Regions from separate parts of the Mus musculus genome. Here region 2 is linked to region 1. The links are chromatin contacts, called in public HiChIP or PLAC-seq maps. All regions are on one chromosome and are shown on one strand. The core of a region is the stretch at or near the end of the contact, and the rest is flanking DNA. Distances in the headings are between cores, read along the strand shown. Region 1 holds the start of Ms4a18 (membrane-spanning 4-domains, subfamily A, member 18). Region 2 holds the start of Ms4a12 (membrane-spanning 4-domains, subfamily A, member 12).

Region 1 (6,253 bases), core at 1,147-3,646:
TGGTGCCAGCAGGTGCCAGAGTGAGGAAAATACCCCAAAGGGCTGATATCAATGTGACTCTGCTGGCTGCTGGACTGTCACCTTTCACTACTGATCACCCAGATAAGGAAGCCACAGGCAAGGCAGCATCAGGGTCCAGAGGTCAGACAGCTCCAGGTCTGTTTCACAGTTTCTGCTTTTATGACCTGCAGGTGTAAGGGCACTAGCTCTGTGAAATGTAGATATAGACTTGTCCTTCCAACAAGCCCTCAAGTCCTTCCTTGGGGCTCTCACCTCCAGCACAGGAAAGCACTCTTAGCTCAGTGTTTGTTGAAGAGTAGCAGCCATCTGCAACAGAAAGACTACTCTCTGAACCCTACCATTCCCTCAGACTCCGAACTGTTTTATTTCTAATATTAAGTCAAGTGGATCTTAAAACGTTGTCTCTAGGTCAGCAATGCAGGTATCACTTGGTAAAAATTCAGAACATATCCAGATTTTCCTTGTAAGACCAAGCTAGTTTCTGAGGCCTTTTGCAATTTTTCTTGTCTGTAAGAAAAACACCTGGCAGGACTGTGGATGTAGCTTGGTGGGTAGAATGCTTGCCTTGTGTGCATGAAATCCTGGGTTCTATCCCCAGCATCATATAAACTGGGTGTGGTAGCATGTGCTTAGAGTCCCATGCTTAGGGAGGTGAAATCAGATTCAGAAGTTCAAGGTTGTTCTCTGCTATTGAGGCCAACCTGGGATATGTGAGGCCCTGTCTTGAAGCTAAACCGAGAAAACAACAGCAACAAAACACTTGTCAATTTGGGGCTGCACAGGCTCATGATACAAGCTCCTTAGGAGTCTGAGGTAGGAGATTGCAACTTCAAGACTTATTTATATTACAGAGCAATTTCAAGATGACTTGGACCACTTAATAAAATGTTGTCTCAAAATTAAAATGACATAAAACTAAAAAGGCCCGGAAATGCTGTGTGGTGCCAGAGCTCAGTGCACGAGAGGGCCTGGATTCAATCCTCAGCACCCATTAAAAAATGAACAAGAGACTTGCCTGTCATTGGTCTGACACCTGACAGCCAAGGAATTCCCCCTGATGTCTCCCTCATTTCCATATCCCCTGTGATTCCACTAAGCCTCATGGGGACCATGGTTCTGAAGGGGGAATGACTTGCCACACAGCTCTCAGGAGTGGGCTTGGAACCCAGGCTTATCTCCTTGTTACCACCGTGTTTTAACTTCTGTAGAAGAATTCTGTGCCTGTCAGGTGACACAAACCATGAATGTTCAGCTGTAAGAACATCCTGTGTCAAGCATCCCTGGCCTTCTCTCAAGAACTCCAAGTTCTCCAGGGAGGTGATGGATAGTAACAACTGTAGCAACTGCAGATTATGTCTCACAGCCCTACTGATATGATAAGCAACACCTCCGGCCATGTACTATTACTATCGAGGGTCTGAGAGGTTAGCTAACCTGAGCACAGTCATAAAGAAATGCTGAAGCTAAGGTTTGCTTTTTGAGACAGAGTCTCACGTAGTCCAGGCTATCTTTGAACTTATTACATAGCTAAGGATTCTCCTACCTCCACCTCCCATGATTACTACCGTGCCTAGTTTATGTGGAGCTGAGGGTGTGTGTGCCAAACCTAGGGCTCTGTGCTTTCTAGGTAGATATTCTACTGTAACCAGGAACTGAGATCCTGATGGTTTGGATGGAAGATCTGTCTGCCTTTCATACTACGCTGAATGCTATTCTCTTTTCCATGCCATAGGAAAATGGGTTAGCTTTGTCTTTCCTCTTTTTTTTTTTCATAAAAGGTTCCTTGTTATTCAAGAGCAATATCGTTGTACACATGGTGATTGATACAGCAGCTGAGCCCTGGGCTGGGCTCCAGAGGACCTGATAGGAACAAAGGAGGTTGTTCTTTCCCACCAATTCTTGGCTGAGTTCCTAAACAAACCTGACCACCATGCATTTAACCAGATGGTTTCAGGGAGTGGTCATCCAAAAAGCCAGTGGTCATTCCTCTGCCTCCACCATGGGCATCCAGCTTTCTGTCCTGGGTGTCCAGCCTTCTGTCCTGGGACTACTCTGCTCAGGCAGATGGAGAACTAGCTCCAGGAACCTGCTCTGATTCTTCAGCAGCCTCCCAGATGGCTGAGCAATAGTCTCAGAGGTTGGGTTGTTGTGAGCTCCCACCATACATCAGTGTACAGTCTATAGGGGTCTCCTGATTCCTGCAGCTCCCAAAAGACCTTTCCAGAGCTTGTCCAGGTCTTGGAGCCCTCTTGATAGGGTCCAAGCTCTGTCAAGACTCTATGAAGGAATTCCCAGAAATCTTACCTTGAGTCCTGGCAAGTCTGTCTCCTTCTTTAGGCCCTGGCAGTTCCTGCAGCTGCTTTAGAAATTTCTCACAAGGGAAGAAATAATAGGTTTCTCTTTCAAGCTCCAAAGTCCTCCTTGAAGTTTCACCGAGAGCCAATGAATATAATGTCAGGCTCCCACCTTGAATTTATCTGCACCTCGGAGTATTTATGACCGTGTCTAGAATAGGATTCTGTGTGAGCATTCCAAAGTCTGCCTCTGAGAAAGTGTAACATGCAGAATGTCAGAGTGTACTGGCTGTTTTTTTGTGTCAACTTGACACAGGCTGGAGTTATCACAGAGAAAGGATCTTCAGTTGGGGAAGTGCCTCCATGAGATCCAGTTGTGGGGCATCTTCTCAATTAGTGATCAACTGGGGAGGTCCCTTGTGGGTGGTGCCATTCCTGGACAAAACATCATGACAAGGAAGCAAGTTGGGGAGGAAAGGGTTTACTCAGCTTACACCTCCAAACCCCTGTTCATCACTAGAGAAAGTCAGGACTGGAACTCAAGCAGGTCAGGAAACAGGAGCTGATGCAGAGGCCATGGAAGGATGTTTCTTACAGGCTTGCTTCCCCTGGCTTGCTCAGCCTGCTTTCTTATAGAACTGTGATTTTAGTTTGAGTATATAGGGTGAAGCTGGGTCACAAGAATGACCTCGTTGTCCTCATTGCCACCCTCATGTTTTGCCTGTGATCAGTATAATAGGAGTAACAGGGTACAGGAGCCACACAGCCTGGACTGTAGCAGAAGAAGACACGAATAAGAATCCAGTTCTATCATTACCAGTTAGGTTTTGTCAATAGGACACAAAATCTAGGGTCACTTGGGAAAGAAGGAGTCTCAGTTGAGGAACTGCTTCCATCAGATTAGTGTGTGGGCGTGTCTGGGGCAGGCATTCCTTATTGCTATTTGATGTAAGAGGACCCAGCCCTCTGTGGGGATTGCTGTTCCTAGGCAGGTGGGCCTGGGCTGTATAAGAAACAGCCCAGCACACCAGAGGAAACTAGTTAGCAGTGCTCCTTTGTGCTCTCATTTTAGTTCCCATACCCTGGTTCCTGCTCTAAGTTCCCTTTGGCTTCCCTTGGTGATGGATTACAACCTTCAAGCTATACAAACCATTCTCCAAGCTGCTTTTGATCAAAATTTTATCTCAGTAAGAAAAAAAAAAGCAAACTAGAACATACTACGAACTGGCAGGTGTACCATGACAAATTACTGGTACCTTGATGAGTCCTGATATTTTTTAAAATTTTCTTGTCTTGAATGAGTTGATAATTCTCTTCTGTATTGTTCAATATGAGATGAATTGGCTATCCTCTCAAGTGTCAGGGAAGGCTTTCCCTCCATGCTATGGACTCCCTTTGTAAACTTTGTAGACTTTATAAACCCTCAAGGTTGGAAAGTGGCCAGGCCCCTGCCTGAGGAGCTCCATCAGCCAGACCCCTCCCCCAAATCACCCTAATTGTCATGACTGTGTATCCAGCCTCTGTAACTGTCACAAAGGTCATCTCCAGCCCCTCAACAGAACCCTCCCTAGATTATGCTAATTTTAGGTGAAGAGTCTGTACAAAAGCCACCAATTCCTGAATAAGAAAGCCCGTTAATCTCTGAACTTCCCACAGAAACCCACCAATCCTTGAGCATGAAAACTCAACACTCCTCAAACAGCGAAACCCACCAATCCCTTAGCTCCCCCAAGTGCAGGACTTGAACTCCCACCAATCTCCAATCTGATAATTTCTGCTCTGAAAAGCTCCACCTCCTTAAAAATCCTGTGTAAGTCCTGCCCTTTGTCCAGTTCCTGGCTCTCCACTCTCCTAGGAGCAGACATGTTCTTCCGCATCCTGGACCCCATCCAATAAATCTCTTTCATGAGATCTGCTGCCTGGTGTCACTCTTTTATCAGAAGAAGCCAAGAAACAATGAAGAGGAGAAGAAGAGAAGAGAAGAGAAGAGAAGAGAAGAGAAGAGAAGAGAAGAGAAGAGAAGAGAAGAGAAGAGAAGAGAAGGAGCGAGGCTCAGGCTGAGGCTCCTGAGCTCCTCAGCTCAGCTGGGGATCCCTCCTCTGGGAGCTGCAATGCCTCTGCTGAGGAGGCGTCCTCTCAGAACTATGTGGTTCCTGGGCTCCCATGTCTGAGGATGCCTTTTGGTTGGGATACCTGCTCTCCTCAAAGCTGTGTGGTTCCTGAGCTTTCGAGTCCCAGGACACCTTCCCATCTGAGCAGGAAGGCCAACAACATAGGCAAAAGTGAATTGAGCAGAAATACCATGGTAGACTGTTACTCACTTGGTTTTCTAGAACACTGAGTTCATTGATCAGGCACTTACTGGAGACTGGTATGGTTCAGATATGATTTCCCCCCAAAAGTTGGTATGCTGGAAGCTTGTCATTTACTGTTATGGTATTGAGACCTTTGAGAGGTATGGCCTGTAGGAAGTGACTGGGTTGTGGTCCTCTTAGTGAAAAGACTCTTTTGGTGTGAGATACTTCCCTCTTTTCCCCTCTTCTCCCCTCCCCTCCCCTCCCCTCCCCTCCCCTCCCCTCCCCTCCCCTCCCCTCCCCTCCCCTCCCCTCCCCTCCCCTCCCCTCCCCTCCCCTCCCCTTCTTTCTCCTTCCCTTTCCTCCTCCTCCTCTCTCCTTCCCTCCCCTATTTCTTCCTTCCTTCCTTCCTTCCTTCCTTCCTTCCTTCCTTCCTTCCTTCCTTCCTTCCTTCCTCCCTCCCTCCCCCTCTTTCTTTCTTTCTTTCTTTCTTTCTTTCTTTCTTTCTTTCTTTCTTTCTTCTCTCTCTCTCTCTCTCTCTCTCTCTCTCTCTCTCTCTCTCTCTCTCTCTCTCTCTCTTCCTTTTTGATCTTAGTCAGACAGTGATAGCTTATTGAACATATGCCCCAAGATTGGTTGACCAGGGCCATGGCTCAGATTCAGGAAATGAACCATGACCCGAGTTAAGATTCTATAAGGGTTTTAAACCCAAAATGCAGAAAATCTGTGCCAAGTTATTTTATCAATCAGGATTTAGGGATGGGGGTTGCCTTAGGAACACATCTTTGTCGTATACATATTCTGCTCCCATTCGTTGGGGTATTCAACTCTGGCAGGGGACTTGCCTTGTGTAATACTCATGTCTTAACTTGTCTTCTAGGATGGGACTTGTCTAACATTCATGTCTTAGCTTGACAACCAAGATGTCAGTTACCCATGTACATGCCTCTTTCTGCCAAGTAGTATGTCAGTTCCCAGGGAGCTCTACGACTCAAAATGGAAGTCTTATTCCAAATAGTTTCTCATTTTGGAGTATGTCTCTCTCTCTCTTTTTTCATTTTCTATTGGTTATTTTATTTATTTACATTTCAAATGTTATCCCCCTTCCCAGTTTCCCCTCCACAAGCCCTCTATTCTCTCCTCCCTCCCCCTGCCTTTATGAGGGTGTTCCCCTACCTGCCCATCAACTTCTGCCTCAGTGCCCTAGTGTTCCCCTATCCTGGGTCATCAAGCCTCCACAAGACCAAGGGGCTCCCCTCCCAGTGATGCCAGATAAAGCCATCCTCTGCTACATATCAAACTGGAGCCATGGGTCCCTCTTTGGTTGGTGGTTTAGTCCCTGGGAGCTTTGGGGGAGGTTGGTTGGTTGATATTGTTTGTCCAAGAGGTTGCAAACCCCTTCAGTTCCTACAGTCTTTGCCCAAACTTCTCCATTGGGGTCCCCATGCTCAGTTCAGTGTTTGGCTGTGAGCATCTACATCTGTATTGGTCTGGCTCCAGCAGAGCCTCTCAGGGGACAGCTATACCTGGGCTCCTGTCAGCAAGCACTTCTTGGCATCAGCAATAGTGTCTGGGTTTGGTAGCAGATGGAATGGATACTTAGGTGGGGCAATCTCTGGATGGCCTTTCCTTCAGTCTCTGCTC
Region 2 (6,253 bases), core at 1,646-4,145, 210 kb after region 1:
CACTAGCTGGTAAGATGGGCATCTATTGTCTACTGACTTTTGTAGCTAAGATTTTGGAGCTATACACAGCAAGGGGCATGACATAATTTGGTGGGAGTGTGTGAAGAGGTGTGGGGAAAGCTTAAGTAACGATGGTCAGTTCTGTCTAAGCATGTTGAGTCTTTACTACAAATCATTCGTGCTTTACAATGCTCAGAGAAACAAGACCATGGGTGTCCAGCTCAAATCAACTTTTGTAAATCAAAGCAACAAAGACATAGCATTTCCAAGGATAGTTTTTACACTTTACACTTTGCTTTCCTCAGACAGTTTGCTAGTAGTGCCATTCCCTTTAAAACAGTTATCAATGATTGTTTTAAAGTTAATTTGTCTTTATAGAAATGTAGATTAATAACTGATCCAAGACAAAAGTAAGGTTTCCTAAAAAGACTTTCAGAGGCAATGAGACCAATCAAGAAGTAATTGGCTCTAGTCATGTCACCATTCCTGGATCTTCCTGTTAGGGAGAGCCTTCTGTCAACTCTTAGACTTGTATCTGAATCTAAAATAAATGAACCTAGGGTGACTCATACACAGATTGACCATTTCTTTCTGAGAGAGACACAGTTAACAGAATAGTCCTTACATGTGTTTGCTCATTGGTTGATATGCTATTTATAACTGGCAGATGCATAAAAGCCTTGCAAATGCAACATTAAAATCCTAGTGGCAAATACACTTACCCCAAGTGCTATTGCTGCATCTTTAACATTGCTTATTGCTGCTCCTAGAGCTGGATTTACCGTTGGCACATTTTCTCGACCCAGCTGTGTGTTAGGGAAGATTCCTGGAGATGTAATGAAGGAAACTTGCCCAGTCTGTACTTGGTTTCTTACGTTTAAAAAATTCAGAGGTTGTGGAGGATGAGGAGCCATGGATCTTGTTGGTGGGCAAGGATTTGGAATGCCACGCGTTCCAGGGTAGGTAGTCTGGGAAGATGTCATTATGTCACCTAAGCAGTACAAAACATACAGAAATAACACATTTACCAGGAAGAGAAATTAAAGGACATCTTGTCATCAATTTTTATGCAAATAGGAGAGAGAGCAAGTGAGCACATACTGGCTAGTGACAAGAAATAGATGCAGTTTCTAAGACTAAATATTACTCCAGCTATTTTTAGTCTCCAACTTGATACTTCACTTGAGTAGCTTTCTCAATTAAATTTCTGTTAGCCTGTATCTATGCTGTAAAAGGATAGATGTTGCCATTCAAATGGCCAGAATAAAGGTTGAATGATGACAATTTTCATAAAGCCATTGTAAGAGTTCCCAGCATAGGTCAAGAGCTTGGTGATGGCAGTGACTATTGTGTTATTAGAACCCATCTTATTTCTTATTATCTTATTTCAAATAGAGGATGCGTGTCCATTTGGTGAAATGGGTTGAACTTCAAAAGGTCAATGCCAAGAGCAAGGAGACAGGAGATGGGTGTATAAAGTCAGAACAAGAATTTTCCTGGGCTTTAAAAAGTATAGAATTAAATGATTGTTCTATGAGAGGGGAAGGAGAGGGAGGGACACACACACACACACACACACACACACACACACACACAGTGTGTATTTTTTGTCTCTGATAACTTTGCTAGGGAAATTTTAAGACTTCTTATCTGTGATCTAGTTTTTGAACATGGAAGTTTCACATGGAACACAGACTATTAATACCTAACTCTGTAAAACACATCTCAGGATGGATTTGTGCCCAAACTGCTGAAGTTTTAGAAAATGATTAGAAAATGACCCAGTTCTACATTTTTTGGTTCATATGAAAATGACCTAGTATGTAGATGTGGAAGTGATGCCAGGGAAACAGGATTAAGTGATCCTCCAATCAAAATGAAGATCCAAACTGATCCTTCAATCAAAATGAGGACCCAAACAGATCCTCCAGTCAAAATGAGGATCCACATAAAGGGAAGACAGTCAGCTCAGTGCTGAGTCTATTGTCATAGTTTTGTTTCTTTTCTTTTCTTCTTCTTTTTTTTTTTTAAAGGAGTTAGCACATTTTTTTCTCTTAGCAAATGATAAGCTATTTACAACCAGCTTTTTTCTGAAAAATGAGAACTAACAACCATTTTCAAGCACACAAACACATAAATAAAAACACCAAAGTTCTGGTGAATTATAAAGCATAAGGACTATAGCAATAGGAGAAAAACCAGCTGGTGAACTAATCCAAGTAAAGATGGGAAAATATGACTGTAATTTCTTACCACCTCCTTTCCACCTTTGTTTGAAAAGAAGGAAAATGATACTATTGTTTAGAATGTATTATATAGCATATAATGAAACATCACAGTGACTCATAGACACTTCCAACCGAATCATGCAGGACATATGTCTGAAAATATCATCTTTCAGCAAATATTAAAAAATGCTGACCCAGTGAAGGGTGATTTCCCAGTCTTCATTTTCCATAAAGAAGCCTCTTTAGTGAATCATATTCAGAAACTGTGTGTTTCAGTGTCTCTGTTATGCGTGGACCCTCGATCACGACACTGTCACCAAGGGTTCCTGCTTGCCGGTTACTATTCATGGAATTTCATACATGTGTATCCACTATCCTTAGCATTAGATTTACACACATGGGTATGTGTCTATAGATTCGCTTGAAGTGCCTTTAGTAGTAATTGTCTTGTTTCTCTCCGGGTTTCTCTTTCATTCGTCAACTGTCTCAATACAGATTTAAGAATTGGCTTCACCTCTCCCACCCAGAGAGTAGAATGTGGCAGCAAACCCACCCAAACAGATCAGCCCCGTTCCATACCCACCGAGAAAGGCAGGGTGGTTTCAGTGGACCTATGCAGCTTCCCAGAACCTCTGGGCTCTCTCTTTCTCAGCTATATGTTCTGCTCTGATCTTGGATATTTATCTGGGATTTATAAGTGCCTTTACTTCCTTGCTTCAAGCGAGCCTATCCTATCTTTATATAGTTCCAAAGTCCTTTCATTAAGCACTTTCACCCCATTTGTAAATTTGAGAATGCGTTGTAGTTTGTATTTATGCAGGGAAGTGTGTTCTGACTCACTTATGCTGGGAAGTGACACTTCCAGACACTTCTTGTTCCTTTCTCCAGCCCCTTAGCTTTCTGACCCTCACTAAAGCAGTGCCACACCACGTTCTAGTGCCTTTTAAACCAGACAAGTACAACTGTAAAACACAGACAATGAAGAACAGAAAGAGGAGGAGTAAAAGTGCCTGCACTCTGGACACCTGGACACTGCTACTGAGGATAATTCATCAGGATTCGCAAACTTTCGTGTGCCAGGATTCGTGTTACATACAGATGTACATGGTGTTGTAAAGACTCACCAAATTAAGGTAGATTGTGTAGGTTTTCTATACTACACCCTTTTAACTTACCATTTTATTAATACCTTTACAGGTCAATCAACCCTTATAATTCTCAATACTGTTATGTTATAATTTTGGAGGCAGTCTAACTATTCATGTTCATTTGTGTCTTAGAGGTGCAAACAAGTGTCCTAAGAACAGAGATCCAATGTATATTCTTGCCTTCAAAAGCCCCATGGCTGTCAAGTTTCACATGTGGTGAGATCCATTGAGCAAGTGGGATCAGTGTCAATTCTTTTCACACACACACACACACACACACACACACACACCACTACCACCACCACTACCACCACCACCACCACTACCACCACCACCACCACCACCACCACCACCACATGAATGGTTAGGAAAGAATGGTTTTTGAAAATATTGTTTTTATTTATTCTTTGAGAATTTCATACAATATATGCTCATATAATATATATGGAAAAGAATATTTTATTCTTTTTTTCCTTTCCCAAATCCTCTCAGGTCCCCATCACCTCCCCAACCACCCGACTTCATGTTCTTTCTCTCTCTAAAAATGGATAGCCAACCAACCAACTGTGGAGTCCAAGTAGGTCAACTACTCCTGAACATGTGGCCTGTCCTGGAGTATGGTAGATACCAAGGGCCATTCGGTTGAGGAAAACATATTTCCCTTCTCCTAGCAGCATCAATCGTGACTAGCTTCCTGGCTAGGAGTAGGACTTTTTAAAAGAGTTTGCTTTTAAATTATCTTTGTGTATTAATGGTGGTTTCCTTTCTCTTTTGGATTTGTATTTGTATGTATTTTTTCTAAAGTAGACAACATGATGCTGGAGCATTTGTGATGTTATGGACCTTAGAATGTGACAGTTTGAGTCAATGGTCCTGCTCAAAGGATGGGCATCATTAAAAGAACAAGAAATCAGAATTATTTTAGCAGGACAAAGGACTCAGGGTTGTTGTCTGAGAAGGAACCCTGTGGACACCCTGATTCATTTCAGCTGGGTAGTAAGGGAGTGAAGTGGACAATGAGCAGTGTTCTTTAAGTCTCCTGTCCCCCCTCTCCTGGCCTCGTAGACTTACCTTCAGGTAGAGAGTCTCTTCATAAGGCAGCGGCCAAGTGTAAGAATACCTGTGTAAAATACTGAAGCATTAAGGTGACTGGTGTCAATAAACATTAAGTTTTGACATAAAATGTGTATTTTCTTTCTGTAAAAACACACAGAGAAAACTTATTTATTTATTTATTTATTTTGCTAAACTGTTGCATGGCTCACCATACATAATTCTGGAACAGTCTTTAGGTCAATCAAGGTCCTAGGAATTGTTTTTTCTACGTTAGAGTAGTATCACTAACCAGCTTGGAAAAGTTACCCTGGTGGCAGCGTCCTGTCACTATTGTTAGCACGCGTGAATGCTGCCACATAGCTAATGTCACTAGGAGCAGACAGGACTCACTGGGAGACTATTCCAGCCTTACTTTCGAGAAGTGAGTCACAGGAAGTTCACTTTCTCAGGGGACTACAGTTAGTAAGTGCTGAAGAATAAGGTCTCAGGAGTACTTCCTCCACATATGTGGTTAGTGTTTCATTCCTTACATGGGCTGCTTTCTGACTGGAGTAATTTCTGTGGAAAAGCAAGAAGCTAGCCTGTAAGTGTGCACATACTTTTGGTATTTTGACACAAACCTGTAGTAGCCTGGGAAGAGGGAACCCTCAGCTGGAGAATTACCTCGATCCGATTGGCCTACAGCCATGTCTATGGGCCTTTACTTTACTTTTTTTTTTTTAATTTTCAATTTTAGCTTTATGGGTGTTTTGCATGCATGTGCTTGCACATTATGAGCACGAGTGCTTGCAGGGGTCAGAAGAGGGCATCATATCCCCTAGGGCTGGAGTTACAGATGGTTTTGAGTTGTATTGTGGGTGCTGGGAATTGAACCCATATCCTTCGGAAGAACAGCCAGTGCTCTTAACCTGTGGGGCATTCTTGATTTGCTAATTGATATACAAGGGCTCAACCCACTATGGGCAGCACCATCCCTAGGCAGGTAGGCCTGGGGTGAATGAGAAAGGGAGCCAGGGAGCAAGCCAGAAAGCAATGTTTCTTTATAGTCTCTGCTTTAGTGCTCGCCTACAGGATTCTTCACTGAGTTTCTGCCCTGACTTTACTCAGTAATGGACTGTAACCTAAAAAGCAAATATGTACTTTCCTCTGCTAGTTGGTTTCGGTTAGTGTTTTATTACAGCAATAAAGAGCAAACAGATGGCCATCTCTTAACAAGGTCCATAACTTACTTAGTGAAATAAGGAAACTATAATACAAGTTTCTGTTTCATACATGCATATAATGTGTTTTGATTAACTCTACCCCATTTCCTCCTGCCCATTCCCCTCTCCTACAGCTGTCCCTTCCCAAGTCCTTGAACTCTTTTTCAAACCCCACTGAGCTCACCTAGGGTTGCCAGTACTAATCTACTGGAGCAGGGCAGCCTCTCAGGGGCTGCATACTTGAAGAAGTTAGGTTCTTCCTTTTCTGCAGTCACCAATAACTAAGAACGCCTTAGCCAGGGGTGGAGATTTCCTCCCCTGTCCATCCTGGGATTTTTTAAAAAGCTGGCTTGATCTTACACACATCTGCAGGTAGCCACAGCTGCTGTGAGTTCTGTGCAAAGATCCTGCCACGTGCAGAAACAATGTTTTATTGGTGACTCTGCCACCAGGTGTTGCCCTTTATGCTTAGTCCCCCCTACCACCCAACCCCACTTGTTTTGGATAGTTATACTTCGATTGTTTTCTTTCCTTTTGCACTATCAGGAAAGTTAGCTTGGAATCTTGGAGAGGCATGGAAATGTTTCCTCGCTGAAACCATGCAACTTCAGAGTGTGAC

What was found. HiChIP or PLAC-seq counts read pairs in DNA pulled down with a chosen protein or histone mark.
Region 2: an H3K4me3 HiChIP or PLAC-seq map of intestinal villus epithelium shows a contact between it and region 1, with 11 read pairs. The contact joins the promoter of Ms4a12 here to the promoter of Ms4a18 in region 1. A contact is called at or near these places in 3 of 39 promoter capture datasets (liver and pre-B cells), 2 of 484 Hi-C or Micro-C datasets (CD8 T cells and bone marrow-derived macrophages), 1 of 115 datasets of contacts at active chromatin or transcription factors (intestinal villus epithelium) and 2 of 9 other capture datasets (adipose tissue and liver).

What each region holds. Positions count from the first base shown.
Region 1 is chr19:11,015,567-11,021,819 of GRCm38.p6, forward strand. Ms4a18 (membrane-spanning 4-domains, subfamily A, member 18) reads right to left here and starts at 2,397. Exons shown (of 7, transcript NM_001251849.1): 1 at 2,326-2,397.
Region 2 is chr19:11,229,558-11,235,810 of GRCm38.p6, forward strand. Ms4a12 (membrane-spanning 4-domains, subfamily A, member 12) reads right to left here and starts at 2,896. Exons shown (of 7, transcript NM_001374133.1): 1 at 2,812-2,896; 2 at 723-991. The coding sequence starts at 983. All of the region lies in intron 1 of 4930526L06Rik (RIKEN cDNA 4930526L06 gene), which reads left to right.